2 separate regions of the Capsicum annuum genome follow, and region 2 is linked to region 1. The links are chromatin contacts, called in public Hi-C maps. All regions are on one chromosome and are shown on one strand. Each heading gives the region's core, a stretch centred on a gene start, on an enhancer-like site or on the middle of the called end of the contact. The rest is flanking DNA. Distances are from core to core; before and after follow the strand shown.

Evidence for each region. Hi-C and Micro-C count contacts between places; a contact is called where the count stands out from the background.
Region 2: a contact with region 1 is called in a Hi-C map of leaf, with 4 times the contacts expected there. The contact joins the promoter of LOC107857651 here to the promoter of LOC107857650 in region 1. A contact is called at or near these places in 5 of 5 Hi-C or Micro-C datasets (bud, leaf, pericarp and 1 more).

The regions. Positions count from the first base shown.
Region 1 is chr2:16,046,730-16,051,710 of UCD10Xv1.1, forward strand. It overlaps LOC107857650, which reads left to right and starts at 3,399. Exons shown (of 5, transcript XM_016702505.2): 1 at 3,399-4,217; 2 at 4,308-4,352; 3 at 4,898-4,981. The coding sequence starts at 4,019.
Region 2 is chr2:16,211,700-16,216,838 of UCD10Xv1.1, forward strand. It overlaps LOC107857651 (protein S-acyltransferase 10), which reads left to right and starts at 3,682. Exons shown (of 11, transcript XM_016702506.2): 1 at 3,682-3,975; 2 at 4,121-4,235. The coding sequence starts at 3,912.

The DNA.
Region 1 (4,981 bases), core at 2,149-4,648:
AAAGGGTAAGGAAGGAATTGATGGTACAAACTTGTAATGGGATGAGAATAAAGCCTGTTGTACATTGATTGTATTTTATGAAAACCCTACCTAATGATGTAATCTTGGGTTCAAAGGGTAAAACAAGTAAAGTTACAATTGTGAGGCACATCAATAAATGTGCATAAGTTGAGGTTCTTTTCTCTTGATAAATCTATAAAACCGATTCAGTTGGAGTAAATAATAACACTCTTGATAGATTTGACAGTATTCCTACAAAAGAGAAGAATGAGATTATATTCTCTTAATAAGTCTATACACCGATTTTGGTTGGAGTGTGTAGGAACACTCTTGATAGATTTACCGATACTTTATTGTAAAAGAGGATGAGATTAATTTCTCTTAATGAAATTCATAGACTATTTGGTCGGAGTATGCAAAGTTACTCTTGATGAATTCACCGCACTAAGTGCGAAGTGGAGACCGCTTCAATAAGATTTTAACAGGAAAATCTTAAAGCACTTAGCTAAAAGGATCCAGGACACATGGTCGTAAGGAGTCAAAGGATTTTAATTTTCACCAGAACATAGTAATATGCGTGGAGTATTATTCTACTTCATTCAATGAACCATTTAGTTCAACATTTGTTCACTAAGTAGTCAATGATTTAGAAAATCTTCACTAGCTAATGGTTCAAGTTCAAAAGACACCATTATTGATTCATGTTGCAAGATTAATGTCTCAAATGCATTTTATTTTTTAAAGATAAAATTTCTTGAAACAAGTGGGGGATTGTTATTGTTAAGTTTATGTTTCAATAAATTTTGAAACAAATGCATAGGTTAAAGATTTTTAGAGTTATGTTTCAATTAATTTTAAAATAAATGCATCACTTAAAGGATTTTGAGTTACAAAGAAAATGGATGTGAATTTTACGATTCATTCATTAAGTTTTACATTTTAGGTTCTTGAAAGAAAGACATTTTTTATTTTAAAATATTCATGAACCTATTAACTATTACTTAATTAATAGTCTTCTCTTGCATGAAACTTTTACCCGATAAATAGTGTTTCTTTTGTTTGAAAAGACAAACACTCAAAAAATACTTTTCCCTTGAAAAATATTTGAGAGACATTGATCAAATGGTGAAATCACCAAGTTAAGAATAGAAAAGCAACATTCTTGAATGCTACTTGTTTTGTGGCTTAGTTGAATCCCGAAGATAGAGTTGTTACTAATTCTTCCATTTGCTCGTGGGAGAGACTCCAACTATCTTCAAGAAACGTATTATTGTGCTTCTAAGCCAAACAAATTTTATTTTGAATCTTTTTGTATAATTATTATTATTGTTCTAACAAGTGGGTAGGTGAATGAGTTGGATGGTAAAAGTTTCTTGTTGCATCTTGTCCATTGAGGTGGAAAGTAGCTACTAAAAAAGTGAGACCAGATAGTGGGTGGACACTTGACGATATTAGTAGTATGCATGCACGTTAATTGGTGTCAGGAATGAAATTGACTGCCATCTCTACTTTTAGAGAGCCCAACTTTGCTTCAGTGGCTATGGCCTTACATAGCCAAGCAACTAAGCCCACTTATATCGAATTTTGTGTGCAAATGAGCAATGCCACATTCAATCTACCACTAATAAAGATAAGAGTAAATTTAGCTTTATCCACAAATAGTATAAAGATTTTTTTTTTTTTTCTAATTTTGTTAATTAAAAGAACCAAATACAAACGACTGTGCTTTGTCAATTAGTTGATAACTTGACGTACTCATTCCATGAACCTTCTGAGTTGGTTTACGTGGTGTTGTAGATTTGTATTCGAATGTCGTCTTTCGCCATGACATTTGGTTATGAAGATGCCTTAACAGCCCATGCTATCCATTTTTGTTGTACGTATTGCGTGATGTGATAGGGTCGCTTGAAGCATTGACAAAGCCAGAATTTTTATTAAAGGGGTTCAAAATATGAAGAGGTAAGCACGTGAAGAAACCTAGAGATTCAACATCTACTATAAGTACATAAAAAATAATTTTGACCAGATATACATGTGTAATTTTTCATGAAGGAGGATCGAATGAACCCCACGCGACAACTTGGCCCCGCCGCTATTACATTATCTTATGATGGTTTAGCCGCATGAAACCCTTTTCAAATTTATCGACTAGTTAAGGTAGTTCAACTGGACATATAGGCTATGTTCGTACTGATTTTTCATGCAGAATCATAAATGGATGGCATAAAGGAATTCAATCACTACTCATCTCCCGAACGAGACGAGCTGCCTTTGGCTAGGAGCCTCTTTTCCTTCTGCCCAACTCTCCGAAAATATTATTTGATTTGCACGTGTTAAGCATATATATATATATAGATAGATAGATAGCCGGATCACTGCCTAATTACAAGGATTAAAATGCTTGAATCAATCAAAGAAGTATCAAATGGCCCAACGGACATAAAACAACTTATACTCTATCTATCCTCTGCCATGAAACCAACTTTGCATACAATTGAGACAAATTGTGAGGGTGATCACCAATATGTGCAGCAAGAAGAAAAAAGGGACCTACCTAGCTAGTATTTATACCCCCACTCAATATTAAGATAATGAGATTGACATCTTCACATGGATTCATGGATGTCCACACATGAATGAATTACATACAATAATATAATTTTACTTGCCATTAGATTTCTTCCATGCACTGTCCCACTGTTTCCCTAATTTCTCTTTCACCACAATCTTTCCAACCTATACTGAAAATAACACTACACTGTGGAATACACCTTCATCAATTTCTTGAAAATATATCATCACCCCATATCGATCTTCTTGGATATGGCAGTGTGACTAATAACACATGTTATTATTTCATTGGATATCTTCTTGCAACCATGAAATGAATTTTCATAGACAAGAAGGAATCATTCATTTACAACTTCTGAATGTTGCCTGGAGTACACATCAACATGTCATTTTCACTGTTTATCTACCTTTTTATTAAACTATTGTTAAGCTTAACTACTTAAATGACTAAACAAGTTGGAAGTACTTGGAACTAATAATTAATTGACTTCTGTTTCAGTCACAAGAAGAGCAGAAATTTTTAACTATTAACAGAAAGTTTTAGTCACCTCGAGGTAAACTCAAAATACATGCATCTTGGTGAATCAACATAAATTGGGGGAACTTTGACGTAACTGGTATAGTTGCTGCCATGTGACTATGAGGTCATGAGTTGATCAAGCCGTGGAAACATTCTCTTCAATGCAAGGTAAGAAGACTATGTAGGATAGACCCTTATGCGGCACTCCCCGAGCACCGCACATAGTGAGAGTGAGAGCTTTAGTGTATCAGCACCAACATAAATTTCTAGGCTATTTGGTACTATTTTTTTAATTTGTACCAAAATATAAAGGACGAAACTGCACGGTCTTGCAGACATAGAGCTCATTTGGTACACAGATCTAATTAACTAAGTTTGATATTAGATTATACCATGTTTGTTTAATGATATAAATTTTATCTCGAGATTAATTTATACCATCAACTAAACATGATATAAATTTATTACCAAACTTAATTCTGAGATACCTCACTTATCCTTTATACCAAAGGATCCATATAGTATTTCAGCTCGTAGATTGGGTACTTTTTCTTTACACTTTCAGTGCGTGGAAAGCAAAGGAAACCCCTACTACAATTATTTATGAGAATTCTCCTGCATTTTTAATGCAAAAGCAAGATCAAGTTAAAGCTCTGTCTGTTCTTTGCTACTTGCACATAAACCAAATATTCATGTGGCCCACTTTTAACTCATTTTCTTTGTGATTTTTTCATTTCCAATTTTTCAACATGACATAGGTTGCTTAAGGGTTGGAATTATAAATCTTGAAAATCTTTTTTGGAAGTTACATGTTACTATAAAGTTCATGCTCTTGACTATATTTTTCTGATTCGACAACTAGAGGGGGGCTATTGGACTTACCCTCCTAAAAAAGTTCCAAGTGCCATATAAGAAGAACGTAGTATCATGGAAGAGTCAAGAAAGCAAGATGAATCGGAGTTTAACTTGAGAGAATGGGCTCTTAAGGCTAAACTTAACAGAGAAAAAACCAATTCAAGAAGGTACTCTGCGTCTTATATTAGGAGTTTTAGAGAAGAGGCAAAATCTTTTAGATCAAACGTAACAATTTCAAGTACTGCTTCCTCCCCTGGCTACGCCTTAAGAGGTAACTCAAACACAACCGAAATATTGAATTGCGTATAAAAATATGGTTCGGAGTATTGTATCTCATGAAGTTCTAATCTTTTTTCTACAGAGGAAATTGATCCATCAAAATATTCGTTTACCACTGCCCTGAAAGGTGAGTCATTTGAAGATAGGAAGATCTAAAGGATGCGAATTAGGATAGAAGGCTAGTGCCAGTTTGGGTCGTTAGGGTAGGGTTTTACTTGGTGGGTGTATTATTCTTGTTATGCCACCTTGTTTCATGCTTTATTACGAACTTGTTTACTAGTCTTTGTGTACTATTCCTTGTGGGTGTCTTATTTATGTCATATCTTATTCCATGCTTTATTACGAATTTGATTATTATTCCTTGTCTTGAGCTGGGGGTCTATCGAAAACAAACTTTCTACTTCTCCGGAGTTAGTGGTATGGACTGCGTACATCTTACCCTCCCCAGACCCCACTATGTGGGAATACATTGGATTTATTGTTGTTGTTGTTGTTGTCACTCCCAGAAAGATCAATAGTGTTCTCACTTATCCTTTGGTGTCATTCAAACCCTTAACTTACCGGTTGATGGTGGAGGTGCTCAACCACTTGAGCAAGCCAAGCCTTCCATGTCGATTGAGATGAATGGCAATTTACAAGTTTACAAATTTTTGTGTTTGTTTTTGAGGGCAGCATTACAGGCAAAAACAATATACAGTTGGGAATACATGTCACCAGATGGTTTGGCACTGAATTCAAAATGGAATGAAGCTGAGA
Region 2 (5,139 bases), core at 2,432-4,931, 170 kb after region 1:
ATAGAAGAAAGTTTAGAAAAATAGAATTTAGGAGTAGAAGAGGTGAGGTGATGCTTTTTTGAGACAAAATTAGAAGTTTCTTTTTTTGTCAAATTTTTAGTCTTTTTATTATTTTTTAATTAAAAATTGAATATATTCTTGGAAAAGAAAAGTTAATTCAATGGAAACGTAAAGGACTACTTATTACAAATAAATGCTCAATATTTATTTATAAATAATATTAAATATATTTTGATACAACTTCTAACCGTATATAAATTATATTAAATATATTCATTTGGGCCATTCATTTCTTTTTTAAAATAATTCAATTTTTTGAAGCATGAATTGCTCATTTTATTATGTCAATTTATGGTTAGATATTTGAACAGGTGTTTTTGTTCCTGTCTCTTTCTCTTTCTTGTTGGAAACTGATTTTAATGGTTGTTCTTTGCATGTATTTATTCATATTGATATTTAGTCTCGTCGTGTGTATTTTCTTGCTACAAATATTTTGATTAGAAAAAAGTCTACTTTATTTTTTTATTTAAAAATAGTAATTAAATACAATTGTATAAAAATTATATAATTATTGTATAAAATATGTATCAATATAAGATATACGTATAGAAACTAGATAGAATGTGTATAGAAACTGTATATAAGAGGACATATGCATGCATATACAGTTTTTTTACCAAATTGATACAACACTTATATCATATTGATACACTTTTTTAAAAGAGACGAAACTTACGGATGCATATACAATCCTTATACTAGATTGAAACAACGCTTATATTACATTGATACACTTTTTCAAAAGAGAGAGAACCTACACATGCATATACAACCCCTATAGCAGACTGATACAATGCTTATACCACTTTGATATACTTTTTCAAAAGAGGAAAATGCTATGCATGCATATACAATTTGTATACCAAACTAATACAAGGCTTATACCACATTGGTACACATTTTCAAAAGAGAGGAAACCTATGCATGCATATTCAAGGAACCCTTAAATGGAACAATATTTTTTTCTTCTTTTTTTTTTTAAATAAAAAAAGGAACAGAGAAGAAGACAAAGCCTACAATGAAATAGCTAAAAGTAGAAGCTAGTTTCGTGGTTAATTACAGAAAATTAGTTTTGGATGACTATATAGTGAAATTATTTTAGGGTGAAGTATCATTTCTGTCCTTTCCCCTAAACTGAAAGAAAATTGATTTATCTTTTATTTCAGCTTTTACTTTAATTTTCCTTATTTTCCATCCTAAAATTACATAAATTTAAAGTTATCATATTTCTCTCTTTCTTATTAATTTTTATGATTATAATTACTATCTTGGAATTTCTCTATTTTCCTCATATTCCTTTCGTCGTCGTCTTTCTAAAATTAATTAAATACAATAGTTATGTGCATTAATGAAAAATATTATTTATTCTAAATATTATATGTTGTTTGTATAATTTATTTATAGCAGCCTTTATTTATTTTTTTCAGATTTTTTATTTCTTTTTATTTTTGTGATAATATTTTTAGGGAAAAATATCAATATTGTATCAAATTTTATATAATTAAGAATCAAAGAGTTAAGTGTGTGAATAATAAAAACATAATCTTCATAAGACAGAGCTGCAGAAATTCTGTAAGAAGATATAAATAGTGTCATTGTACTTTATAACAAAAAAAAAAGTCTACAGTAAACTGCATACCTCAAAATAATTTTTGTTAAAGAATAATAAAATTAGAAGTATGTGTAGACCGTTTATTAATGATTGTTTTTAATATTCAAATATTTAAAATAGGTTATGAATTTAATAAAATATATTATAATCACGCGAAGTGCGAACAAGTTCACTATAAATAAAAATCATCTATGGAGTTTTTAAATGCAGATTTTAATTTTCTCTATTTTTTTTATTAATATAGTTATATAACTATTTTTCTCCTTTCTTGATTTTTTTCTTCATCTTTTTCATCAATCAGGTGTTAAATAATCAAAAAAGATGACATAAAAAAGATGATGTTTCCAATATGGCCATCACTTGAATGAAGATCATAAATATATTCTTCAAAGACTCATCAAAGAGATGTTCATATTAATTTTGTGTGAATTCATCAAGATGAAGAACGAAGCTCAATTGTTATTTTTCTTCTTTCTTGATTTTCTTTTTCATCTTTTCATCAATCACGTCTTTAATAATCAAAAAAGAGGACATAAAAAGATGATGTTTCCAATATGACCATCACTTGAATGAAGATCATAATATATTCTTCAAAGACTCATCAAAGAGATGATCACATTAATTTTGTGCGGGTTCATCCAGATGAAGAACAAAGCTCAATTGTCTTGGAAGATTCATTAAGAGAGATAGTTATAGTAGTTTGGTGAAATGTAGAAGTTTGAATGATTTACAAATATTTTAAAGATTTATTAGTGTATTATTTTGATTTCAATTAATATTATTTTCTTATTTTTATTTTATTTCTTTATTTTGAACAAAGATGTTTAATCACATACATAATTCGCTTTTATTTAGCAAAAATTAAATAGTAAAACTCAACTAACCAGCATATTAGAAAGTTTAATTAGCAAATTTTACTCAATTAACTTTGCTCTTCTTCTTCTTATTATTAGTGTATGTTTTTATTTTTGTGTATATCTTTTTGTCAGTTTCTAATTAATTTGACCATGTTAATTAAATATACACCTTTTTTCAAAAATCTTAATGTTATAAACATGATTTTTTTGCTAACAGCAATTTTCTAAAATTTTGCCACAGTTGGAAGATAGATTAGCAATGGTATATTTCTCATAGTAATTGGTTATTAATGCCCTAAAAATATATGTTATTACTATATTAGAATCAGTCAAAGAATAAATGAATGAATCATCCTTTTAGTCTTTTAGAATTTTTATGATACATCAATTGAGCATATCCCAAACCTCACTTTGGTGAGAATATCCCAGATATGTTGTATTTGGTATTTTAAGTAAGCACATAATATTTTTTTTCAATGTGAACGAAAAACATATGACAATGTGCAGTAATAACATAATCATACGAGAGTATTTTTATATGATTGATTGTAAAAATTATCAAGCAGGTATAATCTATCGATTATCTCCTTATAAATTTATTTTTACTCACATAATTTATCTCCTTTATTTATCTTTATGGTTATTTAATTTCATGAATGAAAATGTGCTATAGACATATACAACAAATCAAAGAAAAAAATCTTCATACACACACATACGATATATGAGATCTATATATATTACTCTCTCTGATTCACTTATGTGATACCGACGGAATTTAGAGAGTCAATTAAATTTTTTAATATATTTTTTAAATATTTTAAATTATTTATTATTATGATTTATAATAATTGTATATTATTTTAAAAAAATATATGTTACTTTTCCTATCCCAATTTAGGTTGCACAAATAGAATTTGAAGAGTTAACCAATTGTTTATATGGTTTTAAAATATTTGAACTTAGTTACTTAAGATATGAAGAAAAACATCTCTTATCCTTTTATGATTTTAATTTTTTAAATCGAAAAAATAAAAAAAAATTATTAAAAAAATATAAAATTTTAAAAGAAATGAAGAGGGAAGGTGGTGGTGGGGAAGGGGGTTGTTATTTTCATAAATTTATTAATCACATGGCACGTTTTCACATCTCATTGAATGTGAAGTCATTTTTTATCCCTCTCCAGAATTTTTAAAGATGTTCGTTCAACTTCTTTTTCTTAATAATAATAATAATAATAATAAGATTACTTACACAACTCCCAGTTGTGGGAAAAGAAGAAAAAGGAAAAGTTATTCTACTCTCATTTGATTTTAGTCTGATAAACACAACACTGCAATTTTGAAATCTGGAGATGCTGATATTGAAAAATTAGTTTGAGGATGGTAGCATTATGTGGCGGCACATTGGAGGGTTTCTCCTTCTTCCCCTGCCTTTCCGACCCTCGTAACTCTTCTTTTCCTTTCCCCCTCCATTTTCTATATGTTAATGTATCTATGTCTAGTATAAACTGTTTCTTCAATTGACTCTTCCCTCTCTCTCTCTTTTAACGTGTAAATTTTTTACAAAAGTTTTGCTGATTGATTTGCAGACGGGAGATCGAATTTTTGCTTGAAATTAGCGTTGGTGATGCTGCATCTGACCTATGTCGCTCTTCTATTTGCTTTTGACAAAGAGTTTATTCAGAAAACCAACCAACACGCCTGGTAACTTATATATTACTCACTAGTATTATTTGTTTCAATCAACACTAACACATACTTTTTATCATCTAGACACCTCCAAAATTTATATGTTGTGTCAGCATTGGTGTCCACGAGACACAATGGGGACGAGTTGGAGTGTTTAGTTGCCGGTTAACGCCAAGTTTGAAGTGTTTAGATGTGCACTCTCAAAGTTCGAGTGCTTGCTTGCCAGCTGAAGCCAAGTTTGAGTGTTTGTTTATGTATAATGCCAAAACCGTATCCTTATACCTTTATAATGTTGGTACGATTTTCAATATCTTCATCCGCATCAAATTATTTTTTCCCAATTTGTAAGTTGAGCCTTATATATGAAGGAATCAATTGACATGGAATTGGTTGGAAGATGCAACCTTGAGATAAGCAGTGTTTGCTAAAATTTCTAGCTAAGATTAGTGATTTAGTGATTTAGTACTGAACATCAAATGGGGGAACTTGGAAATAATTCAAATGCCAAGGGGTTCTGTATCAATCATACAATTAAACTGATTTAGTAATACTTCTGAGAGAACAGCAGTGTTGGCGGATACACATGTTAGAAAGAGTTGGTTGCTGAACTTATTTCCATCTTAACAGAGTAAAATTGGGCTCTGAGGATATAGTAAGGAAAACAGTAGACTTCCGAGGTTGGTCGGGGGCTGAGTGCAATGAAAGAGAAGGAGACAGGATCTTTAACTCTTTAAGGGAGTCCATTCTCTTTGAAATCTAGGCTTAAATATTTAGTTGAGTGACAATCAGGTTGTAAGTGGTTAATCAATTTTTTTAAGAGGTTCGTAGGTCTTAAAGTAGTCCATCTGGCATTGGACACTATGATCGTGTGTGGTTAATAAGACATTTGATTTGAGTCAGCAACTTTTTTGAAATTTAG